Regions from separate parts of the Triticum aestivum genome. Here region 2 is linked to region 1. The links are chromatin contacts, called in public Hi-C maps. All regions are on one chromosome and are shown on one strand. Each heading gives the region's core, a stretch centred on a gene start, on an enhancer-like site or on the middle of the called end of the contact. The rest is flanking DNA. Distances are from core to core; before and after follow the strand shown. Region 1 holds the start of LOC123078977 (YTH domain-containing protein ECT1). Region 2 holds the start of LOC123078978 (60S ribosomal protein L37a-1).

Region 1 (6,119 bases), core at 1,104-3,603:
TTCGGTCGGCACCGTTTGGATTAAATAGCCAGCCTCCTCTCTCGGGCGGCACACCGAGTGAAAGGAGGCGCCCGTCGAACCAGCGGTCACTCTGTAACCCTACGTGGGCCCTATCGATCAGTATGACGTAGTGCCTACATCCGGGCATCCCCATATCCGCCCCATATATGGGCCGGGTATGGGAAGTGTCGGTCAGTTTGGACGTTTGGGCCGGCTCGGGTGTTTGCAGTGGGTATGGGTGCGGTTGCAGATGCTCTTAGAGCATTTACAGTCGGGCGCCCCAAACCGGCCTCAAACGTCCGGTCGGCCCGCCCGATCACTGACCGGTCATGATTTTTTGACCCAGACGGAAGCCTCAAACGGGCCTCAAACACCCGGGCTGACGGTCACCCCTCACATCCAGCCCAAATATGGGGCGGATGCGGGGTGGCCCGGGCACGCCCGGGCGCGTCCGTTTGACAAGCCCGACCCACCATCGACCCCACGACTGTCCCACAAAAAAAACCCACCCGCTCATCACTCCGAAACCCTAGCTCACTCACACTCTCCTCTCTCGCCCCGTCCTCTCCTCTCCCCGTGCCAATTCCAATCGAATCTGGCGCAATGTCGAGCTCCGGCAGCCGCTCCGACTCTGAGCTGGGTCCAGACTATGAGTTTGCCCTCCGCATCGCCTTGGAGCGGTCCAAGGTGGAGACCGGGGGCAGCTCCGGATCTGCAGCCTCGCCGCAGACGCAGCTTCCCCGTCGGCGCAGCTCGGACGCCGGTGCTGGCTCCTCCCAGCCCTTGCGCAGCTCCGACAGGCGGCCTGCGCAATCCACGCGTCTCCTCTACGCCGTCTCTTGCCCCCGCTGGCTGCTGCACCCCCACGTGGGCAGCGGTGGGTGCTTGTGCATGCCTCGCTGGCCCGGACGCGCACGCCGAAATCAGAGGCGCGCGCCGCTCGTCGCGAGCTGCAGCGGGACAGGGAAAGGAGGGAGGCGGAGCAGTCCGTGCGTCGCCGCCGCGGGATGCATGCGCACCAGAGGTCACCACGACTCCTCGTCCGACGACTCGGACGATCCGCCACCAGCCGCCGACGCCTACAGTCGCGCCAGCGACCGGGAGGGCAAAGGGCTGGCGAGGAAGTGGTGAATCTCCACCGTCTCCGTCTTCAATTTCAAGTTTTTAGTAATCTAGTTTAAACTTGTCCGTCGTTTATGTGAATTATGTGAACTTTGGCGACCTTTTGCGTCGATGACTTTTTGATGTTCGGAATGTGCATTTCTCTGTCCGATTCTATATTTGTGTGATGATTTACGTTGTTTTTTTATTAATGTTGCATGCTAGTATGGAGCTAGTATGAATACGAGGGACCGGATATGAGAAACACGGATATGGTGACAAGATTTGAGAAGTACGCGTCTGCGGACGAGTTCGGGGGCCCGGATTTGCCAGGTCGCGGCGTAGATGCTCTTACGGGATTAAATTCGTGTATAACGCGGTGCGGCGCGTGCTCCTCTCCCGATGCCAAAGGCCAACTATCGTGGCTCGCCTCTTGCCTGCCACACCGGCTATCCGCGCCGCGCGCAAATTGCACCGCCGCCCGCCCCCGACCGAATTCCCTCCGCCCGGTAGTTCACCGGGCGTTGTTGGGCTCACGGCTTGTTTTGCCTCATTTCTCCCCTGCGCGGTCAGGTCAGGTGCCCGGGAGCACCCACGCCAGGAAACGATAAATTTTCTAGTACCGATCGTGACTGGACCACATATATTCTTCACCTCTTTTCTCCAGGCCCAAAATATGCCTCGCCCTTCTTTTGTAGAGTCCGATATTCCTCATCTTGGCCGGCATTCATGCCCACCATCAGGCCACCGTCACGCATCCGTTGATCTATCGAAACACATCTAGTGGTAGACCGCGCGAGCACACCGTTCGATGTTCATGTTGGTTGGGTGTAGTTTCTCGCCGATTGCTTTCAAATAATTAAAAAAAAACCACACGCGACCTTGACTTGCCAGGATCAAGAAAAGCACAGGGTTTACGCCACTGACAACCGAGCGATGGTGGTAGCTTTCATCAGATCAGAATTAGTTGACGGCACGTTTTCATGGTCGTACGTACCTTCGTGTTGTTAGTGGCAACCACCAATATTTTCCTTCAAAAAACTGATAGTACCACATGTTACGCTGTCTCTCATTTTTTTTCTTTGTTATATTTGTAACATATGCATATAGAAATTCTACTGATGTATGTGGAATGCTATGATTAACTCCTCCTATGCTACCACTTTCGAGTTCATCTCATCTCATCTCACGAGAGAAAAAGGTGAAATGTATTGTGCTGAAAGGCTACAAATATTCGGCCGCAACAGGCGGAGCGGCTGCCTTGCCTTGCTTTGCCCCGCCCCAACTGCCGCTAGATTTCAGGAGCCCGCTTCGGCCGCGTCGCTTCGCTGCTCCGCCCCCACAACGCACGCGCCCACCTTCCTTCCTTCCCAGCCGTCCGATCGCCCACACGTGGCCGCGCCGCCCGCCCTACACCACACGCGACCCCGCCGACGCCGCTACCTTTTCTCCTCCGGCGGAGGCGGCCGGAGCGGCCTAGGGTTCCGGCGAGTCCCTGCTCCGGGCCCAATCATCGGTCGAGCTGGAGGACACGCGTAGCCCCGGCTTCTTCTGCGGCGACCTCTGGTGCGGCCTCATGGAGCCCAAGCCCAACACCGCGCTCGCCCACAAGCGTATCCTTTGCTCCTTGTCCATCCATCCGGAGCTGGATCCGATACATGATCTCGGGCTTGGGTTTGTCTTGTTCTTGGATCGGTGGAATTCGTCCGTGTTCTGATTTGTTTTCATTTTCTAACTATCCCAGTGCTGGTGAGTTGGGCGGTTCCATTGCCATCTAGCTCCATTGTTTCTCTTTGATCCGTCAGAGATACTACAGTACTGTTTTCGATCAAAATTCTCGATTTTTTTTGTTTCTATTTTGTTTCTATTTTTTCAGTTTGGTACTAGCGTTTCTGCTTTTCATCGACAGGCGTCTGTGCTCAACCTGATTTCTCATCTTTCTTTACACTTGTTTAATTTAAAGCATTGGAAAAGCTTTTGCTCTGATCTGGCTTTAAGGGACTTTTTGATCTGTGCGTGCTCCTTCAGATCACGGTTTCAAAATAAATAAATGGTGGATCATGTTGCTGAATTATCGTTGAGTGCGTAGCATTTTTCATGGATAGTTCGACCCAGTTCAATCTGCTATTGACATAATTGAGTTTCGCCGTCCTACAATACCATGGCAGGTCTCTGTTGTTTTATATTCAGAATTAGAATTGTTAGGTATCCCTCACATGTCGGATTTTCAGAGATGGTGAGAGCTGAGCCAACTCCCATTTATTGACAGCTACACCAATAATATGGTTTGTGTACTTACGGATACGGTTGCTGCTGCATGCTGTTTGCGAAACATGAACTCGTTCAAGTAATGGTCTCTTCACTCGATCAGATGATCGCTGTAGATCTTCTGATTTGATGACCTCATTGAAGGCAATTATTGTGCATTATTGGACTCAGGACATTTTAATCTATCAATCTGGGCTTGCTGGCTTATTTTATTCTCACTCATGGACGATGGCCTTTCAAGCATATATTCTGTTTGCAAGCCTTGACTTTTGTATCTTCCAGCTATAGAAGAGGCAGTAGAGAACTTGAAGATTGATGCTAGCACGAAGGCAAGCAACGGCAACTTGGTAAGATTCTCATTCCTCTATACATATAGTATAGTCATTGCTTATCTTAGCGTACAAGGAATTGTTCCTTGTTTGGTTGGTTGAGCTATATCTATCGTGTCCTTGCTGATTCCTTTCGTGCCCAAACTTTGCAGCCTGCTGCAAAAGACGCAGGTTCTTCGGATGCAATATCATGCATTTCCTCGGCAGATGCAGCTAGTACTGCCGCCAAGGATACTGAGATGAACCAAGGAGCTTATATGGGGGACCAAGGGATGTATTACTACGGGTACTATTATCCAGGTGTGTAGAATAGATCAGTACTATGATCTGAAGTACTGAAACAGAGGTACTGTTCTTTCAGTTTGATGGTTTGATCATTATTCTAGGCTCATTTGGAGGATGGGATGAGAGTAGCTACTATGCTGGATCGAATGGACTGGAGATGCAACCGACAGTAAGTTATCAAACAGTGTACTTTATCAATCATGTTATATGCCTTCCCTACAGTAGTCACAAGTGGTCCTGTGTAAAACCAAAAAATGCTGCACTTAGTGCATCTATGGTGGTATGGTGGTACCAGCTAGCTTTGCACTTATTTGCTTCCATCTTTTCCTTGCCTTTCCTTTGCTATGTTGGGGAAAGTGTCAGCTTTGGTTGTTAATATCACTCTTTATTCTTCCATAAGTATCTTCATGCCAAAAAGAATCTTTACAAACCTTTACGAAAAATATACATTTTATCTTTTTTGCTTTAGTTGTCACCACACAATATGCTGTCATGAACAGATGATTAATTTATTCTGGTGATTGAGATAAACAAATTTAAATGATTGCCAGTGAATGGAATGTCTATTTCAGGGGATGCTTTTAGTATTCCATGTTGTACAAAGAATTGTGGTCAAGCACCGTAGCTAATTTAGTTTGATTGAGATCTTAAATGATGAAGAGCCAATTACAAAAGGGCTGTGCAGACCTCACAGTACTCGATTTAACAGTTGACTTTTGCATTGCACTGTTTTGTTTTGTTCCTTATTAAGTTATTATCGAGTCCTTGGTCTAATCAATTCTAGGGTGAACTGCTTCTTGAAGATACAGCTGTGGAAGCTGACATATCACTATAGAACTGAGCTTATGCCTGTTCTGTAATCTGTTTCAGGTCGTTCAAGCTGAGAATGGGTCTTATTTGTGTTATGTTCCGGGTTACGAAAATGGATATACTGCTTATAGTCCAGTCGTTCCTGGAACTGGCGTGGATAGTCAGTATGTCAGCAAAGAGCCATATTACTCTGCTGTGATTCCTGTGCAGGACCCTTCTACACCTGGCATGTATGCTCAACCAATTGCTTACGGACCTGAGCTAGTCCCCGCATACACATGGGACCCTTATGTTCTTCTGGATGGGGTTCAGGGACTTCCTGTTGGCGTGCAGCAAACGAACTACCCTACAAGATCAAACTACCCTTCCAATAAGCATGCTGTTCCATCTTCAAAAGCTTCACGCAGCACAAAGTATGCATCGGGTACCACCAAAGGATCATCATCAGCTGTAGACACAGTGCCAACCTCTGCCAATAACCATCCATCATCAAAGTTTGCAAATAAGGTACTGAAAAATTCCAGTAAAACAGGACAAACTACTCTAAGCATAAAGTAGGAAACTTATAAGTTTATATGCTTGTTGTTATGCTAGGCATCCGGTGCTTCCATAACAAAAGGGCATCTTCCGTCCAGCAAGTTTGTGGTGCATACTAACCAAGGGAAAGGAAGCCTTTATCAAAGTAAAGGCATTAATTTGAATGAAAGTGGTAGAAACTGCAACGGGAATGAGAAGCTGAAGGCCAGAAGCAAGCTAAATGAATTTGGTAACCGTGACATATCAGATAAACACAATGATGAGTCAAAAAACAGTTTGAGCCCAGGAGCAGATCGTTTTGGATTGTCAGGTGTACAGGAGGTTAACGATGACATACCTTCACTTGTTGCAGTAAGAAGAGATTCATATAATCTTCCTGATTTTGTTACGAAGTATGAGCAAGCTTTATTCTTCGTGATTAAATCTTATAGTGAAGATGATATTCACAAGAGTATCAAGTACAATGTTTGGGCAAGTACTCCTAATGGAAATAAAAGGCTTGACAATGCCTATAAAATTGCACAAGAAAGAATGGCAGGAAAAGGAACCAAATGCCCTGTTTTCCTCTTCTTTTCTGTAAGTTAATAGCACTTCTTATTCCTTAAGCATTTTATCCTGAATATCATCAGAGTAGTGTGATATTCAATTATTTTTTTCCCTTTGTTTTTGTTATATCTGACTAGTATTGAGTACGTAATCTTTTTTTTTTTATAATTTAGTGTGCCTTGGTAAGACATGCAATTTTTAAAATTTTAATTTGTGATAATTATGTGCGAGTTCATCCAGTTT
Region 2 (6,119 bases), core at 2,483-4,982, 410 kb before region 1:
GGTTATCCACTCGCTTACGGAGTCTTGCAGCCACCTAAGTTGCCTGAATCTCCTAAGAAATCTTGTATAATTTTGTCAGGTGAAGCAGATCACGAGGGCTTTTCAGGTGGTGGATGGGGAGCTCTCGTACGTCGTTCAGATGGCAACAATCACAAACAGTCTACAGCCACATCTGAAAGCGCTTCTCAAGAGGATCTGAGCAATCTCCTTGGTTGGGATTGCGGTAACATACCGTATCTGAAGCTCTAGATTCTTTGGGAAACTTAAAGCTCAACTAATAAGGAGCTTCTATTTATTATTTGCGAGGACATGAAAACCTATCATTTGCTGGAATCTGAAGATTATTCAGGGCTTACAACATTCCGTATAAGCTTTATGAGCGTCAGCTGTGTAACGCACAGCAAACTCATGGGAAAGAAACTACAAAATCATAACGTCTGCAAAAATAGCATTAATGAAATGGAACATGAAGTTTCTGCATGCACCCATGGAAAATTTGCAGAAACTGTTTTTTGGGATTAAAAACAACAACAATGTTTCAAAAAGGGTATTTTTTTAAGGGGGGCGCTACGCGTCCCGCGGATGATCTGGAAAGATCGACCACCTCGCCGGCCGTTGGATGAAGTGAGAATGACCATTGGATCTCCCCATGTGAACCCCGTTGAAACCAGTGATTTGCAACAAGTCAATTGTTGCACTCAGTCTCTGTAACATGGGCCTTGTTGCAACAAAAAAACGTTCTTTTCCATTTTCTTCTTCTGAAACACAACTCTCTTCATTGCAACAAAATCGGTGTTGCAAACCTCCTTTGCAACAAACCTTTGTTGGAGAAACATTTCTGACTGAAAAAAAAAATCACTAGCTCGCGGCTCCTTGTTGCAATTGCAAAACAGGGTTGTTGTTGCAAAAATAAAATAAGGAGGCATTATCCGGCCATGAACAGGGGTAAAGAAGTGTGATTTTACTCCACCGCCGACGTCCAGCGGCCAGCACACAGCACCCCGGTGGCCGACTTGTAACACTAGGCCTCGACTGGCCACACCTCCGTCGAGCACGCAGCAACCCGACGGCTAAACCTCTCAACAATGGACATGGATGGGTGGCTTGGAGCGGCACACTTGCGGCTCATGGCAAATCCTGGAGCCGCTGCAAGTGAGAAGATCCAAGAAAGATTGAGAGAGGAAGAGATAAAGCGGCGACCTTGGGAGCGGCCGATCGGTTGATTACAATCATTTCCTCTTTTTGTAAGCACTTTTGAACATCAATTTTTCTTTTCAAGACATCCACAAATGAAACTTTGCATGTCAATAAAACATTCAACAATGTTTATAAAAAACAGAATGTCTTGAATTTATTTCCAACTTTTTCAAAATTTTCTGCTCAACTGGGGTGCATTCCATAAGTTCACAATTTTAGGGATGCAACCAGCCCATCAGGATAAGTCCTAGACTTTGCACTACTACCATTTTCCTCCGGCAATGTTCATTCTCCATATCAGATGACAGATGCTCATAGAGGTAGGGGTGTCCATGCATTCATGGGGTCAGTATGCTCGTTTGCATCTATACTGTGTTAAAAAAAGAGATAAAAACCTTATCATATAAGATTGACTTGGGGTGCAGAGGGGTAGAGAGTGAGAGACGTGTCACAAAAATACAAATAGGTTGGCATAACGCATAACAGGCAGCTGTAGGGACATACTTTCAAGTTTCAAAGATCCTAAAATCAGAACCAAAATTACTAACAGATATCCATCGCTCGATAGCCAAAATACAGAGATTGTTAAGTCTTCACTCCACTACAGAACCCCTGGATTCCTCAAGACAACAGTAGGGCAATCATGCTTCGGTCTGCTCCCTCAAGCGACGGATCGTGCTCCTGACGGTGACTGCACTAGCAGTGCTGCAAAGACGCATTGTGAAATTAGCATAAAGCGATATGACAATGAAGAGGTCATCCAGAAGGAGCTCGGAACAGATGCATACTTCATGGTATAGGCGCCGCCAGCCTTGACCTTGCCACAGTCCTTGCATCCCCAAATTCCAACAGCTTTCCTCTTCACAGCAAACTGGTTATGATTCACAAGCAGAAAGCGTAGTTTTAGACAACCGAATGCAAGTTTCTATATATTTTCAAAGAAGAAGTGTATAGAAAACCAAATATATGCTACAAATTACTAGCATAAGAGTATGTAGCATATTAAATACAACTCCCTTTCCTGTACTCAGATTACTACAGTACAACAAGCCTTTCATGGCGATGACAGCATGTACAATAAGATAAGATGACATTTTTGTATGATGAAACTACAATTAGAATGGCAACAATAAAACCAAATTGGACACCTTCTGTTGCAAATAGAAGATAACACAGCTAGCATAAGATATTACAGGGTAATGACATAACAAGACAAGAGGAATTTACGACTGACATAGCAAAACTATCACTTGGAGAGAGAAAACATAGAAAGCGATACAAAATATCACATCAAGCATTAATAAATACACCCTCCATCCATAAATACTTGTCGGAGAAATGGATGTATCTAGACATATTTTAGGTTCTAGATACATCTATTTTTATCCATTTATGCGACAAGAAATTCCAGACTGAGGGAGTATGAAGGTGCATGGAAAGGTAGTCAGTGTACAGTACTACCCCAGTAAACAACAACAGTTCATACATAGCAGATAGCATTCACACAATGCACTTTGTGTAACCAAGTAGGTGACAGAAGACATACCTTCCCACAGAATTCACAGAAGTACTTGGAGTGCTGAGACACCTCCATCTTCTTGATCTGCTTACGCAAACTGGCACCATACCTGGTACCTATAACATTGCAAGGGCTAATTTCAGGACACAGCAGAAGCACATAAACAGGTAAATGAGCCAAATGTTACAAGCGCATACCATACTTCCCGACGATTCCGGCCTTCTTGGTGCGCTTCGTCTGAGTAGACATTGCAAAACAACAAATTACACAGCAGCATAATAAAAATGAACATTATGATATAGTCAGTGAAGCAACTGCTAATGCACATTTAACATCGAATTTGGGCAATTGATTAACTTCGGATGTGGAAAGCTTAACATCAACGAAACACTAATACATTAGATAACGAAAATGTTCCGATATTACATCCAGTGTGTATCCTTCCCGAAACAAAATATCGCATGCTCCACTCAAACCACTTGCGCAGATGGCTTTTCCCATGCTATTCTACCTTACTAGCCACAAGCCCACAACACCATGCCAGTGCAGATTTTGTGCACCAAGGGACTGGTTGAGTACCTGCGAAGTATCCTAATACACCTAGGTTCTGAGCGAATTGAAGAACACATCGATTGGCCCAGAGGAAGTTTGCATACAAAGCACGAAGCACAACTCAGGGCTAACACGAGTGGTCGAAAGGGAGGAGCTCGAGAGAGCTCAACATATTAGTAACACACAATCGAATTGTTGAATCATGATTTCGCACCTAGAAACACTACGATCTTGCAGGATGGATCCTAAGAAATACCGCATCCAAGACTGAAACGTGTTTCACTGTCGTAAGAGCTTGCCGAGAAAGGAAGTACGAGAGGAACGTACCATCTCGGCGGCGGGTAGCAGGAGGCGGCTGCGGCGGCGTAGGCGGGGAGATGGCGGCGCGCGTGCGAGGGCTCGGGCAGGGGGCGCTAGAGGGGAGCTTATATATCGGAGGCTAGGGTTTCCGTGGAAGTGGGCCTTCGACGGCTGGACTATTACATGTGGGCTGGGTCAAGTGGATAGATAGGTGGGCTTATCACACTCCAGGTAGGTGGTAGTACAGAGTGGGCTTTCTTCACTCGGTTAGAAAAATTAGTTTTTCTTTTAGCGGGAAAGATTTTTTTCTTAGAAAAACAAAATTGTATGTTAACATATTCGTACCCGAGCCCCTAAAAAATCAAAGTCCAGATAAATGTCGATTCCATAGCTTGGCATGCACTTTGTTTTGTGTTTGTGTCTTTGTTTGTCGCATATGTGATATCAATTAAATGTGTCAATTATAGCTCTTTCCAATACGCTAAACGTGCTACAGATCAAATATGTTCTTTCAGACTTTCAGTTGCTACCCCTTGTCCTGCAGCCATGAGGAAATGACCTCGATAGAATGTGGGCAGCTCGACCATGGCAAGCGCTCGTTTGCTGAAGTTGTGAAACAAGGTGTGGGTATGGCTGAGCGTCGTCCTTCTGGATCCAGCTCCGGGGCAGCATCTCAACGAGGCCCTGCCCAACGTGCCCTAGCCCCCGTGCAGCGTAGGCGAGCTTCTGCTCCATCTGGTAAGGACCCTATGCCTGCACAGAAATCCAAATCTACTGCATCTACAACAACGTCCTCTCAAGTTCCTGCGTCTCAAGCTGTAGATGGTGAGGTAGAGCAAGTGTTAGACCCCAGGTATAAGGATATGATATGCTTCAATTGTGGAGGGCCTGGTCACGATGTTGGGAACTATGTGAAAACCAAAGCTTGCTTCATTTGCCAGCAGAATCATAATGTCAACAACTATGCTACTTGGCCCAACACTACAAAAAAAAGACACATCCGTGACATTTTGGGCCGAACAAAAAAAAATTATGTCATACTTATGACACTTCTATGACGATAATTGTGACAAAACCCGGTATCATCATAGATGTGGTGGGCTCCTACTTCTATGACAAAAAATTATGACAGAAAAATGGGCTTTTCATCCTGGGCGGGCCGGAGACGCAGTTGCATGACATTCTTTGGGCCGTCCATGACGGAAAAATCGTGGTAGAAGCGATGGCGAGGAAAATATCGGGGGAGTTCCCGGTTACGGTGGATGGTCGGGGCCGAGCGATGCGCGTTCCTCTCGTACGTACGCGTGTGTGCGAGGCGTTGGGCTCTAACTGAACCCGAGCGATTGCACTAGATACATTACTGAACCTGAGCAATCGATCCCTTGCTGTTAACTGAACCCGAGTGATTCCTTCACTACTGCTGCTAACTGAAGCTGATCGATGCTGCATATGGATGAACAGTGAGCGTTGTTGGGGGGTTTGGATGAACAGTTCCCGGTGGGGGGTTGGATGAACAGGAACCCGTGGTAGTAGAGGCCGTTGCCGCTGGATGAACAACACCCTGATCGATCGAGCCGGTGGATGAACAGGACCCTGTGGAGGGCTGGATGAACAGGACCCCGTGGAGGGCTGGATGAACAGTAGCCGGTGGAGGGCTGGTTGAACAGTAGCCGGTGGAGGGCTGGATGAACAGTAGCCAGTGGAGGGGTGGTTGAACAGGACACCGTGGAGAGGGGTGGTTGAAGGACCCCGAGAAGAGGGCTGGTTGAACAGTAGCCGGTGGAGGAGCGCGCGGTGGAGGCTGGATGAACAGGAGCCCGTGGATGAACAGTCACAGGTGGAGGCTGGAGGAGGTCGACGGTGGAGATGAACAATAGCCCGTGGAGGCTGGAGGAGGTCGACGGTGGAGATGAACAGTATCCCGTGGAGTCCCGTTTTACGGTACGCCACACCCCTCCCGATGAACAGGACCCCCGTTTCGACCATAGCGCTCCAACACAAGTCCGTTTCCTCCGTTTTGCGATACGCCACACCCCTCCCGATCAACAGGACCCCGTTTCGACCGTGGCCGGTCGAACACAAGGCCGTTTCCTCCGTTCTGCGGTACGCCAGGCCTCACTTCCATCGGCTGTTCCGTCCAAGCCGGTTGGCTCCCGATGAACACGACGACGCATTCCGTTCCGACCTAGCCGGTTGCCTCCCCATGATCACGACGACGGCGCAGCTTCTCCGTTCGGACCCAGCCATTTACACAAGCCCTGGCCGTACGTATGCGCGAGTAGGCGTTCAAGACCCCGCCTGTATGTACGTACGTGGCCGTATTTACTTTCTTGCACCCTGGCCGTTGTACGTACGTGTACATGCTACGTGCGCACCATTACTATGACACATGCCCTTCCTTACTCGGCCACGGTTCATCGCTGCAGCCTGCAGATAGACCGATCGACCAGTATGTACGTACACGTTCGCCACCAGAATGACAACGCTACGTACGCTTCGACTAGGTGGGTCCCGACTGCCAGGCACTTCCTTGCGTGTGAAGATGTAGCTC

The links. A called contact is a pair of places that touch in the nucleus more often than the background predicts.
Region 2: a Hi-C map of leaf shows a contact between it and region 1, with 6 times the contacts expected there. The contact joins the promoter of LOC123078978 here to the promoter of LOC123078977 in region 1. A contact is called at or near these places in 3 of 5 Hi-C or Micro-C datasets (all in leaf).

The regions. Positions count from the first base shown.
Region 1 is chr3D:373,176,290-373,182,408 of IWGSC CS RefSeq v2.1, reverse strand. LOC123078977 (YTH domain-containing protein ECT1) reads left to right here and starts at 2,353. Exons shown (of 9, transcript XM_044501642.1): 1 at 2,353-2,714; 2 at 3,652-3,716; 3 at 3,851-3,998; 4 at 4,085-4,152; 5 at 4,854-5,300; 6 at 5,388-5,906. The coding sequence starts at 2,678.
Region 2 is chr3D:373,591,105-373,597,223 of IWGSC CS RefSeq v2.1, reverse strand. It overlaps LOC123078978 (60S ribosomal protein L37a-1), which reads right to left and starts at 3,732. Exons shown (of 5, transcript XM_044501644.1): 1 at 3,596-3,732; 2 at 2,914-2,953; 3 at 2,744-2,832; 4 at 1,986-2,068; 5 at 1,644-1,902. The coding sequence starts at 3,598. The coding sequence ends at 1,839. It overlaps LOC123078979 (UPF0678 fatty acid-binding protein-like protein At1g79260), which reads left to right. Exons shown (of 4, transcript XM_044501645.1): 4 at 80-358. The coding sequence ends at 199.